Regions from separate parts of the Drosophila melanogaster genome. Here region 2 is linked to region 1. Evidence: chromatin contacts called from public Hi-C data. All regions are on one chromosome and are shown on one strand. Each heading gives the region's core, a stretch centred on a gene start, on an enhancer-like site or on the middle of the called end of the contact. The rest is flanking DNA. Distances are from core to core; before and after follow the strand shown.

Evidence for each region. Hi-C and Micro-C count contacts between places; a contact is called where the count stands out from the background.
Region 2: a Hi-C map of the Kc167 cell line shows a contact between it and region 1, with 1.9 times the contacts expected there. The contact joins two enhancer-like sites. A contact is called at or near these places in 3 of 107 Hi-C or Micro-C datasets (the Kc167 cell line, the ML-DmBG3-c2 cell line and gut).

Annotation. Positions count from the first base shown.
Region 1 is chr2L:4,289,276-4,295,602 of dm6, reverse strand. tutl (turtle) reads right to left here. Exons shown (of 13, transcript NM_001273091.1): 3 at 1-440. The coding sequence starts at 378. Among named protein-coding and RNA genes, the nearest start is that of tutl, 9.3 kb to the right of the region's middle. Within about 2 kb of position 3,077, at least 10 of the 39 cell types and tissues checked have an H3K27ac peak or open chromatin away from gene starts, as enhancers often do.
Region 2 is chr2L:4,775,983-4,782,309 of dm6, reverse strand. The region is part of intron 1 of fipi (factor of interpulse interval); the gene reads left to right. Among named protein-coding and RNA genes, the nearest start is that of fipi, 15 kb to the left of the region's middle. Within about 2 kb of position 2,314, at least 3 of the 39 cell types and tissues checked have an H3K27ac peak or open chromatin away from gene starts, as enhancers often do.

The DNA.
Region 1 (6,327 bases), core at 1,828-4,327:
GGCATTTTTCGCTAGAAGGGCCAGCAATGAGACCAAAACGAACTGGAGCACCTGTATCGTTGGCGTTGGCGTTGACCCTTGACCCCTCCGGATGGGAACGCAGATGGAGCTGCCTTCTGCCCTTCGTCGGCTTCGTCTTCTCCTCGTCGTTTTCACTGTGAATGCTGCCGTTTTCGCTGGCGATGCCGTCAGCGTTTTGCTAGCGGGAATCGTCGTTGTCGTTGTCCTGTCAATGTCTCCTCGACACTTGGAAGCACGCTGCTCTGGGATCTCCAAGGGCTGGGATTGCTGCTGCTGCTCCTTCGATTTCTCGGTGTTGTGCTGGGTGCTCAATGCCCGACACCATCGATGAGACCCGAGGTCCGCGCACACGCCCATGCCTCTGTTCCCATAGTTCGACGCCGCTCCTAACGTATCCTTCTCACCGGCAGTGGCGTCATCTGGAAGAGGGATTGGAGAAAGAAGGGGGAGATTCTGTCAGTGGGATTGCATTGTCGCTGCTGGATTGCGGTAAATGTTGCCATCAATGAACGCCTTGCAGTCGCACCTGGCTGCACTTGATGAAGCTGTCACGTTCCTCAGCCGTCATCCATCACAGCCGTCAGTGTCAGACGTCAAGTGTCACCAGGAATCCTCCCAAGCCACCCACATTCCCCACATCCCCATTTCCGCTTGAATCTGGATCAACTCACCCACCTAGAACAACCATTTATCAGATACTTATGTACAAGTTTTATCCTAAAACCCTTTCAAAACAACTATAAACTTGTTTTATATTAGCTGTATCAGTTTCTAATATTTATAATGTCCTACCAGCGGCTTTCTTGCCAAAAACCTCTCACCGTCTTACAAGAAGTTTTCTCTGCAGACAGGTAGACCTTATCGACCATCTTGGACAACCTGAAACAGCGTCCTAAGCGCCGTTGACAAATTAATAAACAAAAGTTTTCCATTTCAACACTTCGGGCGTGTGTGTGTGTGTGCGCCACACACGTCCGTGAAATTAAGCAGCTAATATGTTGTAGCTACAACTGATAAGGACACCACTTAGCAGATTGAGATGGGGGTGCTGGTGTTGGTGCTATACCCAACAAAAGAGCGGCCCAGAAACTTACAAGGCTCCTCCTATACAAATAGAGCAAACTTTTCCTCGGCTGTTTGGCTGTTTGGCAATAAAACTTTGCGTTTTAATGTAAAACTCGTGTTGAAAGTCGATAGAAGAATGGTGGGGTGGGCTACGTATTTGTGTTGCCTTTGTTCGATAGTTTTCCGCCCGGTACTTTATCTCAGAATCGTGATCTGGGGCCCATTTTTTGGGGACCGCTGCAGTTAATTGAAATGGCAGCCGAGCGTTTATTTTATGAGTCGCCGCCCACACAAATATGCAGTATGAAATAGGTGAGGTTTAAGGAAATTCCCTGTCATTCTCGGTGGAGAACAAAGCCAGAAATGTGCTTTTAATTAAATTATTCGGAATGCGTTAAACGGAATTCGCTCAATTCGTACAAAATGAAACTTTCTGTCTCCGCTTTTCCCGGACTCTACGCCATTACATGGCCACGTAGATATAAGCAGCTGCCGTAAAACTCCCCCGCACAGAAACACAGAAAAAGCCACAGCAGCCACCCACCCACACAGACATTTTAAATTGCAGGCAAAGCATTTTTGTAGCGATTTTCATTCCTGAAGGGATGCCAGAGGAAAAACAAGATGAAGGGTGAAAAGCCTTTGCTTTTTCCTTACTCAATGTTGTCACTGCAATTAAGTAACTCGAGCAAAGCTTTCCCCCCCCCCCCCCCAGGATGTGTTTGTATGTGCGAGGAAAGTTTCGTGGCTGACAGAGCTGTATAAACGTCATTAGTGCCATTTTAATGCATAACTTAATACATCCGGTGAGAGAGTGGCGAACAGAATAGTACACACACAAGCACACACTAACACACATACACACACGCACTGGGAGTCCATGTGCGTTGAATTTAATCCTTTCTGGCATGACATGTAAAATTTTAATAACGTCAAGGTTTGTGGAGCATTATTAAAACTTTTTGCGCTGCCAGCGCCATTATGACAAGTTTATTAAAACGAAATTTATTTATAGAGCGCACTCGAATCCCTCAGCGCCACTGGGCTCGTCCTGCGGCCCACATCCACCTACATATCATCCGCCCTTTTGCAAACCACACCCAAACTAAGAGCCCAGGCAACAAGCAAGCAGCAAAAATCGCATTAAGTGTGCGGTGCCCGTTCGTCCTGTTCGCCACAAAAAAGGATGCACGGGCATGGGCACACAGGCACAGCCAAAATAGAACAAAAGCCGGAAAAATGATTTCCCTTATGACTGAATTTTCATTACCGAAATGCCCGCCATGGCGTATGATTTCATTTGTAAATCAGCTCAAGTTGAGCTGTGGGGACAGCCGGCATACCAAACAATGACAAATCAGCAAACGAATTGCATTTGCTGATACCCCAGGACCAGAAAGGACGACAAGGAATGAGTAGAAGGACAGGGGGCCAGCCCATCGTGCACTAAATCAGTTGATTGGTTCGCCCCCCTCTCATTGCCATTTTTGTTTTTGTGTGCTATGCTGGTTGGTGTGCCATGAGACCCATAACTGAATTGTCGGCCACGTCGATGTCATTAAAATGTGTGTGTGTGTGTGTGTGTGTGAGTGCCTCTTTCCCACGCACCAGCATTCGTCACGAAGCCCGCTGCACATTCCCATACACTCGGAAAAAAATGTATCTTATCTTAACGTATCAACCTTTTATCTAATACGAATTATACAAACCCATTTTTAAGTAACAAACCCTTGTTTAAATCGCTAAAATCTCAATATTCCTATTCCTAAAAAATGCCCTTTGCTCATAATTTTGCGCTCAGTGTAGTTCTCCATGTCCGCCGCCTCCTCGCACGGCGGCCATTTTATTTTCGACCCATGCGGTGGCAGCACTTTATGGCATCCGCTTCCGCCGCCGTTTGCTGGTGCTTTTTGGTTGGCTGCACACACGGCGCAGAATTGAGGATTCGGGATTCCGCCGTAAACACAGCCACCACATCTCCGTTGCGGATCTTCCGTCCACGGACGACGGGCTACTTGGCGCTCATTTGCATTGCGTTCTGGGGATTGCTGATGATGGATGGGGTCGGCCAGGTTGGCGGGCAGCAGAGGCACTTTTAATTAAAAACCCTCGCTGCTGGCCAACCGAAACTGGAAGCCGCAAATTATTTTCACTTGACTCACACATGGCTAAGAATTGCCACGCCCCGCACCGCCCAACGACCTCTAAACCCTGGACCGCAGCCCCTTTGGTTTCAGAAACTAATTAAGCATGTTGTGCGCAACAACTTGGCATCAGGACGGGCACCAGACTACAGCTCATTGCACTCCAATAAAGCCGAGTGCCTAGTCTACGGACCTGGGAATAAGGACTCCGGACCGAAGAGTACGGACTTATTCACGGACTTGTCGCTGCCACACCCCAAGAAATTTCGACAGGCCCTCGGCTTCTTGTTTTTGCCCCAAGTGCTGTGTATGTATCTTGGATGTGTGCCTTTGGCGCAAAACAACACAAATTTTACAACTTTTGCACACTGCGTTGAAAACTGCTAAGAAGAGGGCCATTTCGTGTGCGAGTTTTCCATCCTTGCACAGGAAGAAAAGAACCTTTAATGAAATATACAAGTATAAACTTTAAGTGCTGTATACTATTGTATTAAACACCTGCACAAGTGATTTTTAAAACCTAGTATCCACTAATTTTTGTGTTTACAATGTAGCTTCGTTTTTAGTATCACTCATACGCAGCGTGTCACGCCTTGAAACATTAATGAAATGGAACGCCCCTTGCCACTTTACATTCTCCGCTTGTTTGGATTACAATTGGGGAATGAACCCGTAGGCTATCCGTCCGTAAGCTTGTTAGCGAAGTAGAAAAACCGGAGAGGGCCTGAATAAGTAGGCCAAAGCGAGAGAACAATGGAACCAGTTGCAATTCCCGAGCTGCATTGACAGTGCTCGGCAATTTGGAGCAGCTATTATGGCAGAGAACCACTTTCATTCGATTATTCTTTAACGTTTTTTTTTTTTTCTTTCTTTTTCCAACCATCCAGCGTCCAACATCTTTGGCTATTTTTCAGCTAATTCCTGGCAAGATATAGGGCCATAAAGAGAACTGCTATCACTTAATCTAATGAGTTTTACCTTCCCGCCGCGGGCAATTAGACCAAGAATGGCCATAAAAGTTTGAAAAACAGCAGCGGGCGCAGGCTAAGTCAATATATCATTAGGCACTTGTGCGGCTGGCTAAATGATCTAAAAAATGCGGCCAAATAGACTGTGGCCAAGTTTTTCGATGGGCCATGCAAAATGCCCCGGCCATTGTACAATTTTAATTGCTCTAAAATGCTGTAATACAACACGAACCACAAATAAATAAAATTTGCTGACATCAACAGGATGTTTGCGGGTTCCTGTCCAGCCCCCGAATGTGGTGGGCGGGGGGGTGGTGTGGGGCATTCTTCTCGAAGGGACAGGGCCGGCACAGACAGGACCTCTGGACAAAAAAGGAGGCCAGTAATGGGCCGTCTAATGGTCCCGGTCCTTTGAAATTTAATTTCAAACGATGTGCGATGGCAACGGGCAGGAAATGAGTCGAGCATTGGTGTTGTGTGTCGTTTATGCCCACTTTTTACAATTTATTTGTGCTTCTCATTTAGTTTTCACTTTCTTATCGCTGACCCATTACGCAACAAAATTTTCATTCACATCAGCCCTTTTGTGCGCAACGATTCCGTAATGGATTGTTTCACTTGTGACGCTTACTTATTGACCATTGTATTTGGCCATGTGACTCGGCAAATTTCTTGGCCGCAACGATGCCCGCTTATGCGCTTTACAGTTTTTCGAAATTATCCTGGATGGAAACGCCCAGCTTGGACTGGGAAAAGTTGGCGCTTTGAAGCAATTAAATTCTTAATAATATTTCGGAAAGTGCAGAAAACTTTGCGCTCTGTTTCTGTAGCAAAAAGAAACCGCCATCGCCGTCCAACTTTTTCTTAGAAAACATTCGGCGGAGTAAAAGTGCAAAATTATTCCGCGAACTAAAAATAAAGGAGGAGGACGGGGGAGGTCAGCTGGGCGTTAAGGCAAAAGAAGGAGTGGCCGAGGACAACGAAGGAAAACTTTTACGCTTCATGCTTAATTGCGGCATTTCGATTAAGCAAAATTAATAATAAAAGTTTGTGTTATTATTTATGCAGTCGGCGAATGGACGAGTGAAAAGGAATATCAAAGGCGCAAAAGAAAAGCGGCGGCGGAAGTGAAAATTTAGCAAACTTTTCCATCTCGGTTTGCTTCGGCTTTCGCGTTGTATTCATTTTCCCTGTCGGTTCTGTCGGGTCTGTTGGCTCATAAATCCTGTAAGGATACCCAGAAATAAAAACCGCAATTCAACTGAAGACACGCAGGTCTAATAACTGCAGACATGCGTGCAGAGGAATTTTCTTTGACTTTGAGCCGCTCAAAACCTGATTACTGTCCTAGAGCTGAATTCTCCACTCCTACTATTATGCGAAGTTCGTGTGTCTCATTTAACTTTTTTAAAACTTGTTGAAACTAAAGCTCTCGCACTAACTAAAGTGGACTTTAGTCTCTCTGCTTCTCTGCTCTGCCCTGCTCACGACTTTTCGTACTCACTGTGAAGGGAAGGAAGGGAAGGATGCCTTCTCATCGCTGTGCCAGTATATCAGACATCCTGCGCACAGCGAAACAGAACGGAATGAAGAAAAATAAATAAATGTAATGGCAACGCTAATGAACGGCCACCCCTGGAAACTCCCGCCTCCCGATTTTCCTCGCTTTTCCGACCCCCGGCCAGCGGACATGACCATAAACTTTGCTGCCGTTGCCTCGGCATAAAGTTGATTTCGAGTTCGGGCGGGTGAAGGAAAACAAAAAAAAAACAAACGGGATTCGGGCAAAAAAGTTTAGCACTCGACGCTCGACTTGGCTAAAGGATCCCAGGGTCCCTGGATCCTGGCCACCCTGTTTACGCACGTCTTTTGGCCGCTGCATCAAATGAAATGCTGCGAGTTGAATAGCACAAGATGGAGACGAGCATGGAGTGGGACACGGCGGGGCAAATCATGACTGAAGTGCAAAACTTTTCCCATTATGCAATAAATAAATTTCCATGCTTTAAAGTGGCAATCGGAGGGGAACGCGGTGTGGGAGGGGCGGCAATGTGGCAGCGACAAACGTAATTACGTATACGCCATGGAGCACGTCGTACACTCGATGGCTGGCAGGGCACCTTGTAATG
Region 2 (6,327 bases), core at 1,065-3,564, 490 kb before region 1:
ACCGTTGCAGTTTCCTGTCGCGCTCAACCAATTCCGCAGAGAGCTGCTCGCAAGTCCTGCTGTGAGGTCGGCACTCAAAGAAATTATGGCAGCGAAAAAAAAAACGCAATTCTTTTTACATTTATGTGACAAAAAAAAAATAATGAAATTGAATTTCGTGAATTTAAACTGCTAGCAGTTGCATTTAAAAGAAAGAAGAGGATCCCTTTAGAAGACTTCTTTCAATGGCTAAAATCGCAGCTAACTTTGAGCCGGCAATCTCTTCCAATTATAAGCATTTTGTGAGCTGCTTTTGGGGCGCTTTGATGTTTCAGCCAGTTATCGGGGCAACTTTCGTCCTGCGGCTAATGAGCTGCCTTTGGGGCAAGTTGAGGCAACTTGATCGCCTCCCTGTGGCGTTGCGATGTCAAAGCCTAATGCCATTACCATGCCTGATTACAGTAATTACTGGCCAAAGTGGCCCGCCAAAGTTCACTGCACCGCAAAGTGAGCGCTGCGTTAGCTCATAGTTGTCTAGACGCGAACAATGACAAGCCAAATTAATTGGCAAGTATATGACAGGACAAAGGAGATTGCGCATACTTTTGATTGGCGAATTGATCGCTGGCGGATGGTCATTGAACCCAGTTAACATATTAACAACAGAGTGCCCAATAGAATTTTAATGGCATTGAAAACTAATTATAGTGCCCCGCCCCTCCTTAAAGCTGGTAATCCTCTTATGCGCTTCTCAGAATTAATTAATTCAGCTCGAATATGCCCCCTGGGTGATGGTGAAATGGGAAGTGCGCACATTAATAATGCTAAAACAGTTGTCATGTTGTGAAATTTTCGCTGCCTTCGAGGCCCCGGGAAGACATCGGTGATGGTGTCCAAATAATGTGATATTATCGTGCAATTGTACACAATATTCGTTGGCTAATTATTGGTCAATTACTACATAATACATTAGCATTAATGTTTGTCAGCTGTCTTGTATAAGTTTGATATGCCAGCCATATCAATTTCACACTCTATTATCCAAAAATAAAACAAACAGCATTTGTGTTTATCTACGCTGATTTGCGAATTTGGATTACACACTCAAGTGGAAATTCTAAACGGCTTTGTTAATAAATACGCAGGATTGAGAATTCATTTTAATGTGTCTTGAAATACTTTGAAAATGAAGAAGTTCTGAGACTATGACTTGTGAGTAAAGAGTTAATTTTACATTTTACAACTAACTACAATTAGTTTTCTGCAGTTTCCATATGGCTACTTATTTAGCTTATTAACAGACTTATTGCTTTTGTTTATGTTAATATTTAATAATTCAAGAGCTAAAAGCTTTATTCTAGCCTTAGTCTTATGAAATTAAAATGAAAAAAAAAAAACTGTGTACGCCATTCTTTTCTGTCAGTTAAGCGCTTTTCTTAACTTTGTGTGTTAACTTTTTTCCGCGGTCGGGTTTTTGCGGCGAATTTACACGCGCAGGTGTGAAATGTAAATGCGGCAAAGTTGAGTTGAGTCGAGTTAAGTTGAAGCGACTGGCAGGCACACAGGCACACAGAAACACATACACATTCGTTTTTGGTTTTGGCCCTGGCGCGAACTTTAATTACTTTGGCCAAAGTTAAAGGCGTGTGCAAGTTACTCGTATAACTTTTTAATTAGTTGCCTGCCATCGCATTTGCCTTCGCAGCAATCAACGCGTCAGCAATCGGCACCAGCACGTCCTGCAGCCACTGAGTATGCTGTTCTGACTCTTCTGGTTGGCAAGGGGGTCAGGGGGTTGGGGGGTCAGAGGTCACGAGGTGGTGCTGAACATCTAAACGGCTGTCCTCCGCAGAACTTTGCTTTACACGATGTTAACATGCAGGGGAAAGTGCAATGCAAATAATAATGAAGCCATTTGATGGCTGACAGCTGTGGCATCTTGAACTTGGTTGCATATATAGCTTAAACTTGTTCAGAAAGTCTTTTTTTTTAAGAAAGCCAGAATATTATCCTTTATGATTTAATAATTTATTTAACAGAATATTTCTGAAAGACATCATGCAACGAGCATATTTATACACCCTGAATTCTCTTAAAACAACAGTGGGCCACTCTGTCATCTCTGCAGGAGAACTGGATCCTATCAAGAGTGTCCCCTCGGTGTCAATAAAACGAGGAGCTCGCTCCTCGGACTGACAGTTGCAACAGCATGATGACATTGTGGACGCCGATGGCGGCAATATGCGTGATTTATTTATACGGGTACGACACTGACGTAACCCGCCGTTATGACCATGCTCCTTAATCAAGTGTGCGATATGCATGGTGGCCCACTTGACGCCCACTTTCTCGGCCTTAATCAGTTGTGGTTATGATGGCCCACGGGCCTTGATGTGCAAACTCACCGAAAGCCGGCTAATTTGTAGCTGCTGTCTATGCGGTGCATTATTGGATTACGAGCTGCAGGGGGGGGCGTGGCATTGGGTGGGCGCAATGGGCGTGTCTGAAGTGAATATAAATAAGCCTTAACTCGCTTTCCATCCGGAGCACGAGCCACGCAATTGCGAATGTTTTATGCAATTCGGCGTAAAACAAATCACATACGCAGCACACATGAAAGCTCAATGGAAAAGCAATTGGAGGTTCCGGGAAAATTACGATGGAGGTAAATACACTTTGCCAAGGGGATTCAAAGGATACAGCAAGACGTAGCTTACAAGCGACTTAAAAACGTTAAAATACGTTCAAGAAGAATACCATTATCGGTGCCAAATGAATCTTTAATATATATAACTCACTGAATTTAATCTTTGAAGTGAAACTATTCAAGATATATGAACTTATAAATCGATTTACTTTTTGACTCAATGTGTATGCATTAGGATAATAAAATCAAAAAAAAAAAAAAAAAGAGTATCGCAATGATTGCCAACTTTAGTTTACGCAGCGAATCCTCAGCGAGTGCGTACGTGTGCAAGGGCTAGTCAATCAATCAGCCATTCAAGCCATTTAGTCAGTCAATCAATCAGAGCGCCGGCATTGGACGTGAGCGTCATTCTAATCGAGAGTCATTTTTTAATGCGCCCTCTGGAAATGTTTCAGTTGCACAGACCACTTTAAATCGAAACTTAAGTCTACACCTACTAGACGAATTTAACAGCAGTCAATAGAAAGCTCAGTTTAACTAAACATAAGCAAGATAGCATGCTAGCACTTAAGTTTAGTTAGAGATCTGTTCAGTTTAACCTTGTTCCCAGCAGCAGGTAAATTTTGCTGACCTCTTCTAGGTGTTCATATCGGTCACATTTGCCTGGTAAACGGCAACTGCTAGGATTATGAAATCTTCATGTGCAAATTATGAAGCCATTGCCAGGCCCCAAAGTCAAATCCTTGCCCGAAAACAGACTCCAGGCACTGCCTTCGAGCATCTCCAACTGAATATCCCTGCCGCAAAGTGCCCGGCAAACATATAAAAGTGTCCCACAAACGAGATATGCTATATGCACACCGCACAAGCCTCTGAATTGTTCCTTTTAAGTAGTAAAAAAAAATGGAAGGAGCATTATAAGATTATCCACACATTGCAAATGAAATACCCTTGAAAGATTGGTTGTTCTTGTCCAAGGAATTGAATTATCCAATTTGAAAAATAAAATCAGTTAAAGTAAATATTGTAGTTTTACTTTCAAGACCAGTAAAGATAATGGTAAGCTTAAGATATTTAATAAAGTACAAAATGCTTTAGCTAAAACCACTTTTTTTGTTTCCATTTTCTTGAGTGTTTGCTAGCAAAGAGAGGGTATCTTTGGGTGCGAAATAAGTTGGATGTCAGCAGCAGATCTGAGATGGTGAAAGGCCACAGAGCCCCGGACTCGAAATTGGGATCGGAGGGGAGGGAGCAATTGAAATGGCATTAACATTTAGCAAACGGCAATGGCATAAGATAGCAAAATGCCAGTGACGCAGCTGCACTTGGCCAAAATCAAACAATTTCGTTGAGCGTCTGCGAAAATTGCACGTCTGCAGCAAGTCGCACTGAATGCCATTAGGGGGCTGGAAACTCGGTTTAAATTCGAGTTTTAGTTGCCAGTCGAGAATTCAGAATCGTGAATTGAGAGTTGGGTGCACGTTTCGATTCGTTCCGTTGGATTTCATTTGATTTGCCGCCTCAATTGCGCACTTTTGTGCGGTCCAAGTCAAATAGTCAATGACAGTGGTGGCGGTGGCAGTGGCAATGGCAATGGCGATGGCTCAAACAATTCCTCTTTGCCCGGCACACAATCACTCGAATATTGAGTTTTAATTTCCGGCACCATTTTGCCATGCTGCTATGTCGACATCTGCTGCCGCAGGATATTAAAAATGAGTTGCATTTTTGTGCGCCGGCATTAGAAGCCGTGCACTTGATTTGCATTTGCTGTTGGCGAGCGATTTGATTCCTCAAGTAACACTAATGAACTCAAAGAAACTCCAAGGTTCCATGGAATTTATTCAAGTTGATGTGCAGTAAATAACTGGTGCATTGCATTGCATAGCCACAGTCTGCAGGTAATGCCAAACTTCCGGACAAAGAGCCGTACTCCTGCCATTTCGCATGCTACTTCATTAAAAGCGTGGCGGGCCAAAAGGGGTACCAACTATGCACTACCTACACATTTTTGCCCGGGGATCCGGGCAACCGGAAAGGGTTCGCAAAACCATCAAGCCTGTGGCCAGGCCAACTGACCGAAAACCATTATTAAAGTCGAGCAGCTTAAAAATATGCATTGCAGGGCGGCAACCACAGCACAAAAACAGAGCACAATGGGTGCAGCTTTCGGGCGAACACTGCGTATACGTAACATATTGCTCTCCGGCCATTTAAATGTATTTATGCAAACAGCAGCCACAACAGCGGGGCGTTGACTGCCTGCACGGAAAAGCATAGAAGAGCAGACAACCCACTCAGCAAATTGTCAAAAGCTGCTTACTGTTTTCCATACTGCAAAAGAGCAGTTGCTGAATAGACATTTGGATTAGTAGCAGAGAATTTAGTGGAAAAGGACGTGTAGGGGACTTAGTTTAAAGTAATTGGGTGTGCTAAGTGAGTGAGTTTATTGAGATTGTAAAACAGGCAGAGTAATAAAGGAATTAAGTTTATTATTCCGTTCAAATTATCAATAGTGCACATAGGATATGCAGTATAGCAAGGTTTATAGATATGCTAAAACCGACTTTGCGCCGGCAGAATGGCTAATAAGGTCTGACAGGCTGCCTTTACAGATGCAGATATCTCTGCCACACGGTGTATCCTTGACTGAAGCACAATGGAGCGAGCATAGAGGCAGGGCCAATAAGCAGTTGCTGCTTAGTGAGCTCGAAAGTGTGCAACAGCTTGGAAATAGTTGCCCACCGCACACGCGGCGTATGCGCAACGGTTTGTCAACTTGTTGTTGACAATTCGTTGTCGTCGTCGTTCCATGGCTAATGGCCTGTCCCTTTCTGCTTTCTCCTGTCTCCTTGCTCCTTTCTCCCTTCCCCTCGGCCTCGTCCTGTGTTTTTCTCGATGTCACTTCATTTCCAAGCGAGCGCCTGCAACAAATGCTGCAAATGAGCTGACAGAGGTTATGATAGTGTACATACTGCCATAACTTGGGTCAAACCATCTAGTGACGGCCACTACCCAGTTGGGTGCGGTTCTCTTGCTACCATTAACCATCAGCCATCAGCCGTCCGGGGTTCAATTAAAGTGCCAGCCATTAGTGCAAGGAGCGACATTTACATGATGGCTTCGCGCCCGCTTAATGGCTTATGCGTCGCCTTAGCACTCACTTCATTTTCATTTTCAATTCCATTTCCGCTTCCGTTTGGCCCGGCATTCTCATTTAATTACGCAAAAACGCAGTGCACACCTAGAACTCGTGCATTATTAGACACTTTCCATTCGCACATTGTGTGCCGCAGACAAAGTTGAAAGAGCTACCCATTCATTTGCGCACAACAACGGAGCGAGAAAATATGCAGAGGCATGTTTGGAAAAGTTACTAAAGTCATACATTGCACAGGCTTGGCACAGTGCCTGTTAATTGGGAGGAAAAGTTTTCTAAGCAAGATATAAATTAGGAATAAATAAGGGGGTACCATGCTAAGAATAAGAATTATATTGTACAAACTGACACTTCAATTACTATTACATATGATCTATTAGCACCTTGCTATTTTCTGAGCCTCATTTTTCACTTCCACACCACTGTGCACTGTGGACTGCTTGCGTTATTGTTCTGTTTATGTTTTTTAAGCATCTGATATATTGGCAAAGTTTTGGCCATGTCTCGAGTGCCACAGCCCCGCCCGCCATGCAAATGAAGC